Regions from separate parts of the Zea mays genome. Here region 1 is linked to region 2. Evidence: chromatin contacts called from public Hi-C data. All regions are on one chromosome and are shown on one strand. Each heading gives the region's core, a stretch centred on a gene start, on an enhancer-like site or on the middle of the called end of the contact. The rest is flanking DNA. Distances are from core to core; before and after follow the strand shown.

Region 1 (6,054 bases), core at 75-2,574, 580 kb before region 2:
ATGGAAAACCTTGGACAATTCTTAATACGCCATAAGTTTCTTGCCACCTTAGCTCGAGACAATAATTACACACATTGGTTGGAAATCTATTGCTACGACTAGATTAAACATCCACCAGTCAGCTTTGGCAATGGACGAATACTAACAAATTCCTGAGTCTGATGAAACCACATTAGTCACTTCATTCGCTTCACCTATAGATTCATCTCAATCGTGGCTACACTAAAATTTAATGCCGCATCACATGCATCTCATGCACTGCCGCTCCCCCCACAGCACCAGCAGTCCAGCACCAAGGGGGGTCTCACCTTTCCCCTCGTGCCCACAGCTCACACTCACGCCATTCTCACACACGCCAGCTCATGGAACAGGGCCAGGCCAATTCAAAAGGCTAACATCGTGCTCGCTACAGCTCTTTCCTTAGCTCCGCCAAACCTGCGATTGCTTCAGCAGCGAAGCATCACTCCGCTGGGCTATCAATGCTACACTGTGCCACGCCACGGACGAGCTATCTATCCAATCCAATCCAATCGAAGCCAGTATGGAGTGGGACACAGCTTGCAAAAAGAAAGGAAAAGGCGCAATTTTCCCCTAATCCCCGACGGCGATGGGGACAGTAACGCTGCTTCCCGGACACCTGAAAACCAGAAATTGCTTGCTTGCAACAGACGACCAAAATACCGAAGCAGAAGAACGTTTCCCTCGAACAAACCGAAGGAAAAAAAGCACGGGATTAGATCACACGACGGAACTTTCCCCAAGCTCCAGATGCTACGAATTTCGCAAGGAGTTGAAAAAGAAGACAGCCTAAGCAGACGAACTGAACGAATTCCGGATCGACCGGCCGCGGGCGTGGCGCGGGAGACCCTCCCACGCTCCTCCTCCAGGGGCGCCAGATTCGGCGCTCCGGGACACCAAGAACCACGGCCCAGCGACCCAGTTCCGCCCCCCCGCGATAGTAACCGGCCGGGAAACCGCCCCGCAGAGGAGAGATCACAAGCAGCCACGAGCGCGCAGAGCGACGGATCAGAGCAAAGGCGGCGCCTTTGGGGAGCAGGGCGCGCGAGGGGGAGCCGAATCCGGCCGTCAAGACGCACCTTCGCGTGTCCCGGCGGCGACGGCGGAGGCGGAGGGAGGGAGGGAGACGGCGTCGGGAGGAGAGGGGAAGCGGGTAGGAAGGCAGCTAGTAGTACAGCGAGGGTAGGCGTAGCGTAGGGCTTCCGAGTTCCGCCGGACGGAGCTGAGCAGCTGGCTGTGCGGCCCCCAGCGGTGGGTGAGCCGTGAGCTTATATACTGCTGCTGCTCAGCGAGTCTACTGTCTGCCGGCCCTCCGTCTTCTCCGTGTGGCGCTGGTCGTCTCTTCAGAAACTCAGAACGCGTGTGTGAGAAAGAGCAAAAGGCAAACCGGCGAAACCGCCCATGTGTGCCTGTTCCTATTTTTTCTTCTCTTCTTCGTTCTTCCTTCCTTCTTAAAAAAAATTCGGACGCTTTCATCTCACGCACGGAGAACTTTCAGCTAACCGCGCCCCACTTTCAACCGGTCAAATCAAATTCGAAAACCTGGACAACCAGATTTCAGCTCGCGGGCGTGTAAGTGAGTGCTATTAGAGTTAATAGTTAGCTGATAAAATTAACGAAGATATCTAAACATGCTAGCTGATAATTCGGCTATTAGTCATTTTTAGCAAATCAACCAATAGATTTTTTTTAGTCGACTAGACATTAGCTCTACCCAAAAAAAACTCCCGAAATTTAGCACCTAATAGGAGGGGGGGGGGGGGGGGGGGGGGGTGGAGATATGTGATCATACATATACAAACTGTGCACTGGGTCAACCGTGCTAGTAAACCGCCGCTGAATCGGTCTGCTGGTTCAACACACCGGCTGGGGTTCTGGGGGATGGGGAGAGCCACACAACACAATGCGAGTAGCGTCGTTGACTCCGTGTTACCGGAAGGTGAAGACCGTTTCCAGTTGACCTTTTGATGCCTCCACGATGTGATCAAGGGTTTGATACTGAAGGTGGCATTCATTGTTCGTAGAAACCTCTCTCAAACTGCGATAAAAAAAAAGGAGATAAAAAAGAGGATCTACAAAAAGATTATCGTTTTGCTGCCTCAGAGAAAGAGAAAGAGCTTGTAGTCAGAGGACGGAGGGGCGTTGCATGCTACGTTAATTGGTCTGACAGAGACAAGGAACAGGAACATGAACAGGAAACGGTTCCAGCAGGTCCGTTCTCCCTCTCCAGTTTCGATTGGCTGGCACACAAAAAATCTTGAGCGCGTGTAGTGTTCCCGGTCGCTGGCCTCCAGTCACACAAAAAAAAAAATTCTTTTCCTGAAGAAACATGGATAGAGCTAGCAAGAGAGGCCTGAATTATCAGCGGTTGCTGGAAGGAAGGTACGAACAACCAAGAACGCAACGCAAGCATCGCGAATAATGAGGACGCATGGCAGTTAAGACAGGCGTATGAGTTGGCTTGCGGCTGCCGACCCAATGTCCAATGATCGATCCATCTGCATGTGGTTTAATTAGGGCCTCCACATCAAGATCACGGTTTTCCTACTCCGGAGAATGTTTTTTCTTTTCTTTTCTTTTTTTTTGTCCCATCACATCATGGAGAGATTCTGATATTTGCCATCAGCAAGAAACATGTTTGTAAAATTGCCATCAGACCCACATTCCATAGACCCAGCTGGACCCACAATTTATAGACACAGTGGTAATTATAACAAGAAGACAACATTGTGAGTGGCAAAAATTCAATTATCTCCACATCATGCTAACCATACCAAATTCATATTCATGCTTGGCATCTGTGCTCTCAAGACCATTAATTGGTGTGCCGTATCCTGCCCTGCGGCCCTGCCCTGTCTTTTAAGGCAAAGTAGCTACCTAAGCCAAATGGCTGGCTGGGGGCAACGGTCAATCTCACCTTCGGCGATTTTGCCATCTTCATTCTTCACCCATTTGGTTTGGGTCATCTCATCTCCAGCGTGATGTAACTGGAAATCCTCTCGCGCTGTCATCCCCACCCCGACCGCCGCAGATTCACAGAGATTTCAGCGCAGATTTAGGCCAAAACCAACAAAAAAAAATCTGACTCGACATGATCGTCACAAGAGGGTGCTGATGGGCGATAGTCTACCAGAAGAAATAAGAGAAGAGATCAGATCCAGAGTTTCAGTTGGGTTGTCGCTGGCATGCACATCTGACCTGCGAATAGGATGCACTGCAGTCCGGGTTGCTGCATGTCACCAGACACACCCAAAGCAGCAGCGTTCAGTTACCAGCCAGGTTGCAGCTTCCACAAACACAAGCACTCGGGATTTTCACCCAGTCATTAGCTATTGCAGACCATTTCATCAGCCACATACTGACCAGTGAGCGTTCGTAGACAGCACAGCACTGCAACATATCTCTACTATTAAGAAGCTAACGTAGACCGCCTCCGCCTTCCCTTATCGCGGTCGCATGCACCTGCATGGCTGCTGCATGCAAGCCACACAGGCGCGCACAAGCTCTGCATGGCTGCTACATGCAAGCATGCAAGCCGCCGCACAAGCTGTTGCATGCATGCATGCAAGCCGCAGAACCTGCTGTATACAAGCTCCACTCATGAAGCGTCGTGGAAATTGAGGGGGCTCGCCTGGTGGCTGGCTGCTGTCCGCTTGTCCCTCTGCTGCAAGCCTGCAGTGCTGCTCAGTTGTTGTCGGCTCGATTGGTTCCCCTACTCAGACAGGGCTAGCCGGCTAGCCCTATGGACTCGAGACCCGGTTTGCAATCTTACTCTTACCCACTGAGCGCATCCGCTGGTAGCATCGTACAATCTAGAATTTCCAGTTCGAGAATAAAATCAGCTAGACAAAACCACAAATCCAACAAAATCTAATATGTACTCGCACAAAAACAATTAACCATATATACTTTTTAATTTAGGTCATCAACCACTATGCAATAAGGAACACTATGCAAGCACTGACGGGGCTGGGCGGGAGGAACCTAGCGAGGCGCCACCCATCGTGTTTCCTCTGAGGCTCTGCGATCATCGTTGTCTTGTTGCATGCACTGAGGCTGAACGCGCTGCTGCTCCTCTGCATGTGCGCGTTCCCCGCCCCGGCGCGGTCGCAGAACACGACCTTGGCCACGGCCGCGCCGGCGTCCGTCGAGGGGTTCAACTGCACCGCCAACCGCACATACCCATGCCAGGCGTACGCGCTCTACCGCGCCGGCTGAATATGTGCTTCAGCTTGTGCAACATAAGCCAAGTTAGAAAATTAACTATCTGCGTGCGGTTATTAATGTCTTAGAAATTTTAACTCTCGTGGCAACGCACGACACATATCTAGTCTATATATAACCCAAAATGCACGAGGTTCCGTTACTTCTCAAAGCAGCTGTAGGAGCCTGTAGCTTCTTTCATGGTTTTAAAAGCATTACATAAGCAGCAAAACCAGAAATAATCCTCTAGTAGGTGAATAAGCAGACACAATACGACCCCGCACACGTACCACTTATTAGGACAGTGACAGTACAGTACAAATGATAAGCAAGGGGCAGATCAAGAATCACAAGTAGGAGCCATAAAAAAGCATGATAGAGCGCAGGCACACCAGACCAGACCAGACCAGACCAAAAGCTTCTTCCAAAACAGAGGAGGCGCCTCATGCAGAAGACGGCTTCTCCGCCTTGAGGGGCTTCACCACCTCCCAGGTGAAGTCGGGGTCGTCCCTCCCAAAGTGCCCGTAGGCCGCCGTCTTGAGGTAGCGCCCGTTGCCGCCTTTCTTGAGGTCGAGGTTGATGATGATCATGCCGGGCCTGAAGTCGAAGTTCTCCTTCACGATCTTCAGGATCTCCTTGTCGGGGATCGCGCCGGTGCCGTACGTGTCCACGAACACCGAAAGGGGCTCGGGCACGCCGATGGCGTAGGAGACCTGGACAATGGCGCGGCGGGCGAGGCCGGCGGCGACGATGCTCTTGGCAGCCTGCCTCGCGACGTAGGCCCCGCTGCGGTCCACCTTGGTCGGGTCCTTGCCGGAGAAGGCGCCCCCGCCGTGGGCTCCCCAGCCACCGTAGGTGTCGATGATGATCTTCCGGCCAGTGAGGCCAGCGTCGCCGTGAGGTCCGCCGATGACGAAGCGGCCAGACGGGTTGAGGTGGAAGATTGTCTTCTCGTCGAGGTACTGCTCGGGGATGACTGGCTTGATGACGTGCTCCTTCAGGTCAGCAGCAATCTCGTCGTTGGTGACTGTCTCGTCGTGCTGGGTAGAGATGAGGACTGTGTGCACACGGATGGGAACCATGGCGCCACCCTCGTTGCGGTACTCCACTGTCACCTGGGTCTTCCCATCGGGCCTGAGCCAGGGGCAGGTTCCATTCTTGCGAACCTCCGTGAGACGAGCACCAAGCTTGGTGGCAAGGACATGGCTGAGGGGCATCAGCTCAGGGGTCTCGTCAGTCGCATACCCAAACATGTGCCCCTGGTCACCAGCTCCAATCTCCTCGGGGCGCTTGGTGAAGTGGCCGTGCACACCCTGAGCAATATCAGGGGACTGCTGCTCAATGTTCACAAGCACCTTGCAGTGGTCAGCGTCAAGCCCGACATCGTTCGACACGAAACCAATGTTGCGGCATGTCTCCCTGACAATCTTCTCGTAGTCGACATTGGCCTTGGTGGTGATCTCACCAAAGACCATGACCATGTTGGTCTTGGTGCAGGTCTCGCAAGCAACCTTGCTGTCAGGGTCCTCAGCAAGGCAAGCGTCCAGAACAGCATCTGAGACCTGGTCGCAGAGCTTGTCAGGGTGTCCCTCGTTCACGGACTCCGAGGTGAAGAGGAAGGTGTCGAGTCCGGCCATCTTCTCTGATCTGCAGCAGGCAGTACAAATGGTTAGTTAAAGCATAAAATGACTAAGGCAAAGTGAGAATCCTCATAACCAAAAGAATTGCATGTCGAAAAAGACCGATGTACTCCCCTATATAAGGGCAATGAGATATTTAGATATAGCAATAACTAAATGATTTGGTGATCAACAAAATGGACACCCAGGATGC
Region 2 (6,263 bases), core at 3,472-5,971:
ATCAAACATTCTATGTCCTCACCGACTACTTGAGAAGACTCCCTATGAACTACTAAATGGGAAAAAGCCAGACGTCTCCTTCTTTCGGGTGTTTGGATGCAAATGCTACATCTACAAGAAACACCATCACCTAGGAAAGTTTTAAAGACATTGTGATATTGGTTTTCTACTTGGTTATTCATCAAAATCCAAAGCATATCGAGTATTCAATCATGCCACTGGCGTGGTAGAAGAAACATATGATGTAGAGTTTGATGAGACTAATGGCTCCCAAGGAGCACTTGACAATCTTGATGATGTAGGTGATGAGCCACTCAGGGAAGCTATGAAGAACATGCCAATTGGAGCCATCAAACCGAAAGAAGATGAAGAAGAGGTGCAAAATATTGACAGTCCTTCTTCATCAAATGTACCACATGATGATGAAAAAGATGAGAGGCATGCAAATGAAGATACATTTGTCTCTCATGAACAAGCAAGGGTACAAGCGGAAGATATTGATGCTCCAAGACCTTCTTCCCAAGTGGTGGGCAAAAGAAACTCATCACTACTTCAAGCACACCCACAAGATCAAATCATTGGGAGTCCTTCACAAGGGGTTATCACTCGTTCTCATAAACATGCTTCATTTATTGAACATCACTCTTTTGTTTCTTGTGTTGAACCTACATGTATATATGAGGCGCTATAGGATCCGGACTGGGTGAATGCCATGCATGAAGAATTAAACAACTTCACCCGCAACCAAGTTTGGACCCTGGAGAAGCCTCCACAAGATGCAAGGATCATTGGAACAAAATGGGTGGTCAGAAACAAATAAGATGATCAAGGTGTGATTATGCGAAACAAGGCAAGACTTGTTGCAAAGGGCTTCTCGCAAGTTGAAGGCTTAGATTTTGGAGAGACCTTTGCACCGGTTGCTCGACTTGAAGCCATCCATATCCTACTTGCATATGCATCATGCTATGACATAAAGCTATATCAAATGGATGTAAAAAGTGCATTTTTAAATGGCTTCATAAATGAACTTGTATATGTTGAGCAACCACCCGGGTTTGAAGACTTTAGATATCCTAACCATGCTTACAGGTTGTCCAAGGCGCTATATGGGTTAAAGCAAGCTCCAAGGGCTTGGTATGAGCGTCTTCGTGACTTCCTCATTGAAAAGGGCTTCAAGATCGGGACCGTCGACACAACTTTATTCACAAAGAAACATAACGATGATATTTTCATTTGTTAAGTTTATGTTGATGATATAATCTTTGGCTCGACAAATGATTATCATTGCAAAGAATTTGGTGAGTTGATGTCGAAGGAGTTCGAGATGTCAATGATTGGTGAGCTAACGTACTTCCTTGGCTTTCAAGTCAAGCAAATGAAAGGTGGGAACTTTCTCTTTCAAGAGAAGTATACCAAAGACTTGTTGAAAAGATTCAACATGGAGAAGTACAAACCAATCAAGACACCCATGCCTACCAATGGACATCTCGACCTAGATGAGGGAGGTAACCCGGTTGATCAAACTCTTTACCGTTCCATGATTGGTAGTTTATTGTATCTTACCGCATCTAGGCTCGATATCATGTTTAGTGTCTGTATGTGTGATCAATTTCAAGCAAATCCTAAGAAAGATCATCTTCGCGCTGTTAAAAGAATTCTTAGGTATCTCAAGCACACCCCAAGCATTGGCCTGTGGTATCCCAAAGGAGCGACTTTTGATTTAATTGGCTATTCCGATTCAGATTATGCCGACTGCAAAATTGATAGAAAAAGTACATTCGGAGGATGCCACTTGCTTGGGAGATCACTAGTTTCATGAACTTCTAAGAAGCAAAATAGTGTTGCCTTGTCAACTGCCGAAGCGGAATACATTTTCGCGGGTGCTTGTTGCACACAAATTCTTTATATGAAACAAACTCTTCTAGACTATGGTGTAGTTCTAGAAAAGGTACCTTTGTTGTGTGACAATGAGAGTGCTGTTAAAATTGCTAATAATCATGTACAACACTCTCGTACCAAGCACATTGATATCCGTCATCACTTCCTTAGAGATCATGTTGCTAAAGGAGACATTATTTTAGAAGGAGTGAGATCGGAAGATCAATTAGCAGACATTTTCACAAAGCCACTAGATAAAAACCGCTTTTGTATGTTAAGGAATGAGTTAAACATTCTTGATCTCAGAAATTTCATTTAAATCTCAAAATGGTGTTGCCAAGCCTGCATTGCATATTTAAATTTCTTGTATTGCATTTAGGGCTTGTCTAACCTAGTTAAGATAACCGCCAACAAAGCGAGTGAAAAAGCTTAACTCGGACTCAAACTTGACAAGTCTTAACATTTAAGCTTTTTAGTACTTAAAATTTCATTTACTATGCAATTGTTGGTTTTTGAGATATGCATGTGGCACTACACTTAGGGGGAGTATTCAAAACTCAAGTCATTCATGAAACCCCTAGTGCAAAGTCGTAATGCAAATCTCACCATTTGACTATTTTCTCTAAAAACTATCTAGCCTATGGCAAAATATTTTGAAAAATATGAGAGAATATGTGAGGGTGCCAATATCTGTCCCAACATGTGTTCTTTTGTGTGCTTATAAGTTGGGATTTGATTTGGTTCAAAACTTCATAGAAAATTTCAAAACCCCCCTCTGTCTAGGCTCACGGACAGTCCGGTGTGCACCGGACATTGCACTGTGCACTGTCCGATGCACCGGCTGGGCGCGAGTAGATCCTCTTCTACGCTGCGCTATCCGGTGGTTCACCGGACAGCTACTGTGCGCTGTCCGGTGTGCACCGGACACGCACTGTAGGCTGTCCGGTGTGCCCATGAAGCGTTTTTAAAAAAATTTCTCCTGCCCGAGCCCGAGCTATAAGCATTTCCTCCTCCAACTATCATCTCTCTGGTTCTCTCTGGCGATTTGGCTTCTCGCCGTCGGTGATCCCCAGAGAGCTCCGTCGAAGTCTTCTGCTCCTGCTTGGCCTCCTCATCTCCCTCTCTGGTGAGCAGCACTGCCTCCTTTTCTTCCCCCTCTCTGTTTCTCTGTGCAGTGAGCTCATCCTCCCACCTCTTGTGCACAAATCAAAATCTTGTGAAATCAGTTGATCCAAGCACTTGTGAGTGTCCATATGTATCTTTTGAGCTCCCTTGCAGGTTCATCTCTCCTTTTTTTGGAGGATTTAAACCCCCAAATAGACATTTCACTCAAAACCTAAACCCTCGCACGTCACGTGTTCATCTCTTCTAGATCATGAGCACTACAAAGAACATATGGCGGCCGGTATGAATTTTACTATTCTTTTGTATTTGATATAGCAGTATATTAGGACTCCTGAAAATGACTAAAATCTTCATATCTGTAATCTGCTTCTGTGTATATTAGAACACCTATATTGCTTTTGCAAGAGCTGTATTGTTCAGAAATTTTGTTTGATTTCTTGCAAAAAAACTCATGCATTGTTTTGGTTGTTGTCTGAGTGCTAGATGGATTACCGAAGTGGTCTATGCATACAATTCAATGTCCTAGTATGCAATTTTCTAAAAACTGCATACTTTGTTTTTTTGGTAAACCATGTTTCTGATTACTTTAGGATCACTCTTTTTTGCTAGTAAGGTATATGTCTATATTGTTCCTTTTCGTGACAGTGAAAGGCTAGCAATGGCAATTGAGAAAGCAAGCAATGCTTTACCAGATGGTTTGTTTGAAGCAGTGGACAATCTCCAAGGTTTTTAGCTTCATCACAAGTCTCGATACTATTAGCACTTGTTTAGGCATTCTAATGATGCTCATGCTTTCATGAATCTACCATTCGATTGGAAGCTATCATGGTTTTCGAGTTTCGTTAGTGAGAACTTCTAGATTGTGGGTCATGATTAGAGTGTCATGGTGTTGATGCTTTTATGTTGGTTATGTATCATAGTTGTTGGATGAACTATGTTTATGTATTGTGCTTTTGCTTGTGTACTTGCGCTGGTAATGAACTATGGTTGTTGGATGAACTCTGGTTATGTATCATTGTGATATGAACTCATGTATTATGAGATGTTGCACATTGTTTTTATTCCTGTATTATAGTTATGTATGAGGTGTTGCAGGGTATTATGATGCACACCATATATTCCGATGCACACTGTCGTACTTATGTATTCTAATGCACGCCATTCTACATTGCCATTTTGATGCACTCTCTAATCAAATATATAACAGAGCGGCTCCACTCTTATGGCTCTCTATCAAACAAAAAATAGAGTTACTTTATTCTACTACAATTTCTTATAAATTAGAATTGAGTTACTCTATTTTAGTTGGCTCCCAACCTAACGGGCACAATAGATAGAAACAAATAAATCAATGTAGCTCCTATGTTAGCCAGAACCGGTTCCTCTGACGTACTGCAGGGGGTAGTAGGGTCACTGCGCGCGGGCCCTGTCGCACGCGGGGGCCACGCGGCCCACGTTAGAGGATCTCGTTCCATGTTAGGGGGTGTTTGGTTGCTCCTGCTAAAGTTTAGCCCGGGTCACGTCAAGCGTTTGACTTTTAAATAGGAGTATGAAATATAGACCCAACCAACTGGACTAGATTCGTCTCGTCTTTTAATCTTCGGCTGACAAATTAGTTTTATAATCCGACTACATTTAATACCCCGAACGGAGGTTCAAACATTCGATATGATAGAGGCTAAATTTTAGCAGGGGCAAACCAAACACCCCCTTAGCCAGCAGAGCGGCCTGTTTTTTAATAAAATCAACCAAATTGTGGAAATAGGCCAGTGGCGGCAGCTTCTTGCCCTCTTCCTCCATTGACTTGCCGATGCAGATCGAGGGGCGAGGCTGCCGTCGTCGTCCCGGGCTCTCTGTGCGCGTACGCGGAAGAGTGAGGAAGCTCTAGTCCACTCATACAGCCTTTACGGTTCAGGTAGGCACCCTACTAGTACTAAGGCTCCGTCCGTCTCTCCCTTCTTTTTTTTTTTGTTTCTGTTTCTGTTTCAACGAATGCCGGTCTCTATTGTCCGTTCCAGATTGAGCGTGCTTTGGCCTTGAATCCATGTATGCATACATTAATAGTGACGACTTCATTTCATAGATTTTGTTCGTCCCAGATTGAGCGTCCTTTGGCCTTGAATCCATGTATGCATACATTAATTGTGAGGAGATAGTATGATTCTTCAGCGCAGGCTGCGTGTGGCGGCCGCGGGCTGTTTCCATCTCAAGTATGGATGTTACTTTATTTCTCTAAAATTTCCCTATCCTTTTACCTTTGGGTTATCAATTGAAGTTTTGTTTTAGTTTCTCTGAAACTTTCCCCAAGTTCCACTTGAGGGCTTTGAAACCGCCCTATGAAATTGTTGACACTGAAACTCCAAAAACTTCCTCCGGTGCATGAAAAGATTGCCAAAACACGCCTGAAATCCATCAGCAGCTCAATGCCTTGGGTGAATTAGTCTCTGTCTAACCTTATGTAAATAAAACTAGTGCTTTCTGTTTCAAACCTTAAGATATCGAATTTTCAAAGTCTGTAATACTAGAGCCTGTGTTCATATAATGTTAGGTCTGGTGCAGCATAATGCAGAGTTGCCATTCAGATAACGTGTTATATATGTTATGCTCCAACTTTGCACTGTGGCAGGTTAGGATTCTTCGAGGTTCTTTTGTTCAGCTAGGTATTATGATCCCCTATAAGGATAGTTTTCTTTCTTTTCAATAGTATAGTTTTCAGGATCTTTCAGGAACAAAACAAAGAATCTTTTCAATAGTATAAGGTTACTTGAGTACCAAATTAGGAATAGTAAAATTACTGGACCTTGTTATGCAGGCAAGCAACCACCCATAGCATTCCTATCACTGTGCTTGGTTGCGCATGGATTACCAAGGGGACAATCTTAGAGATTTCTTTCAAACTAATGGGCGTAAGGTGCTTCAGAGAGCGGAAAACAACTATAGCTTGAAATATTTTACAGAAAATGAGATACGAAACATAACTGATGGGTATAAGTCTGTTCTGGGAAGAGGGGCATTTGGTGAGGTCTACAAAGGAACGCTAGAAGACCAATCCTCAGTTGCAGTAAAGAGATATATACATGGGACCCACAAAGAGGTGTTTGCCAAGGAAGTCATAGTGCACTCTCAAATAAACCACAAGAATGTTGTCAGACTCTTGGGCTGCTGCACAGAAGAAAATGCTCTAATGATTGTCATGGAGTTTATCTCCAATGGGAACCTCGACAGCATACTTCATGGCAACAGAGGTAATGGTCGGGTTC

What was found. Hi-C and Micro-C count contacts between places; a contact is called where the count stands out from the background.
Region 1: a Hi-C map of ear shows a contact between it and region 2, with 2.2 times the contacts expected there. The contact joins the promoter of LOC100037783 here to the promoter of LOC100278997 in region 2. A contact is called at or near these places in 2 of 25 Hi-C or Micro-C datasets (ear and leaf).

The regions. Positions count from the first base shown.
Region 1 is chr10:88,212,681-88,218,734 of Zm-B73-REFERENCE-NAM-5.0, reverse strand. It overlaps LOC100037783 (Pti1-like kinase-like), which reads right to left and starts at 1,324. Exons shown (of 8, transcript NM_001321011.1): 1 at 1,098-1,324. LOC100279822 (methionine adenosyltransferase) reads right to left here. Exons shown (of 2, transcript NM_001152777.2): 2 at 4,382-5,868. The coding sequence starts at 5,858. The coding sequence ends at 4,665.
Region 2 is chr10:87,636,257-87,642,519 of Zm-B73-REFERENCE-NAM-5.0, reverse strand. It overlaps LOC100278997 (PTI1-like tyrosine-protein kinase 3), which reads left to right and starts at 4,721. Exons shown (of 8, transcript XM_008664702.4): 1 at 4,721-4,918; 2 at 5,816-6,263. The coding sequence starts at 5,861.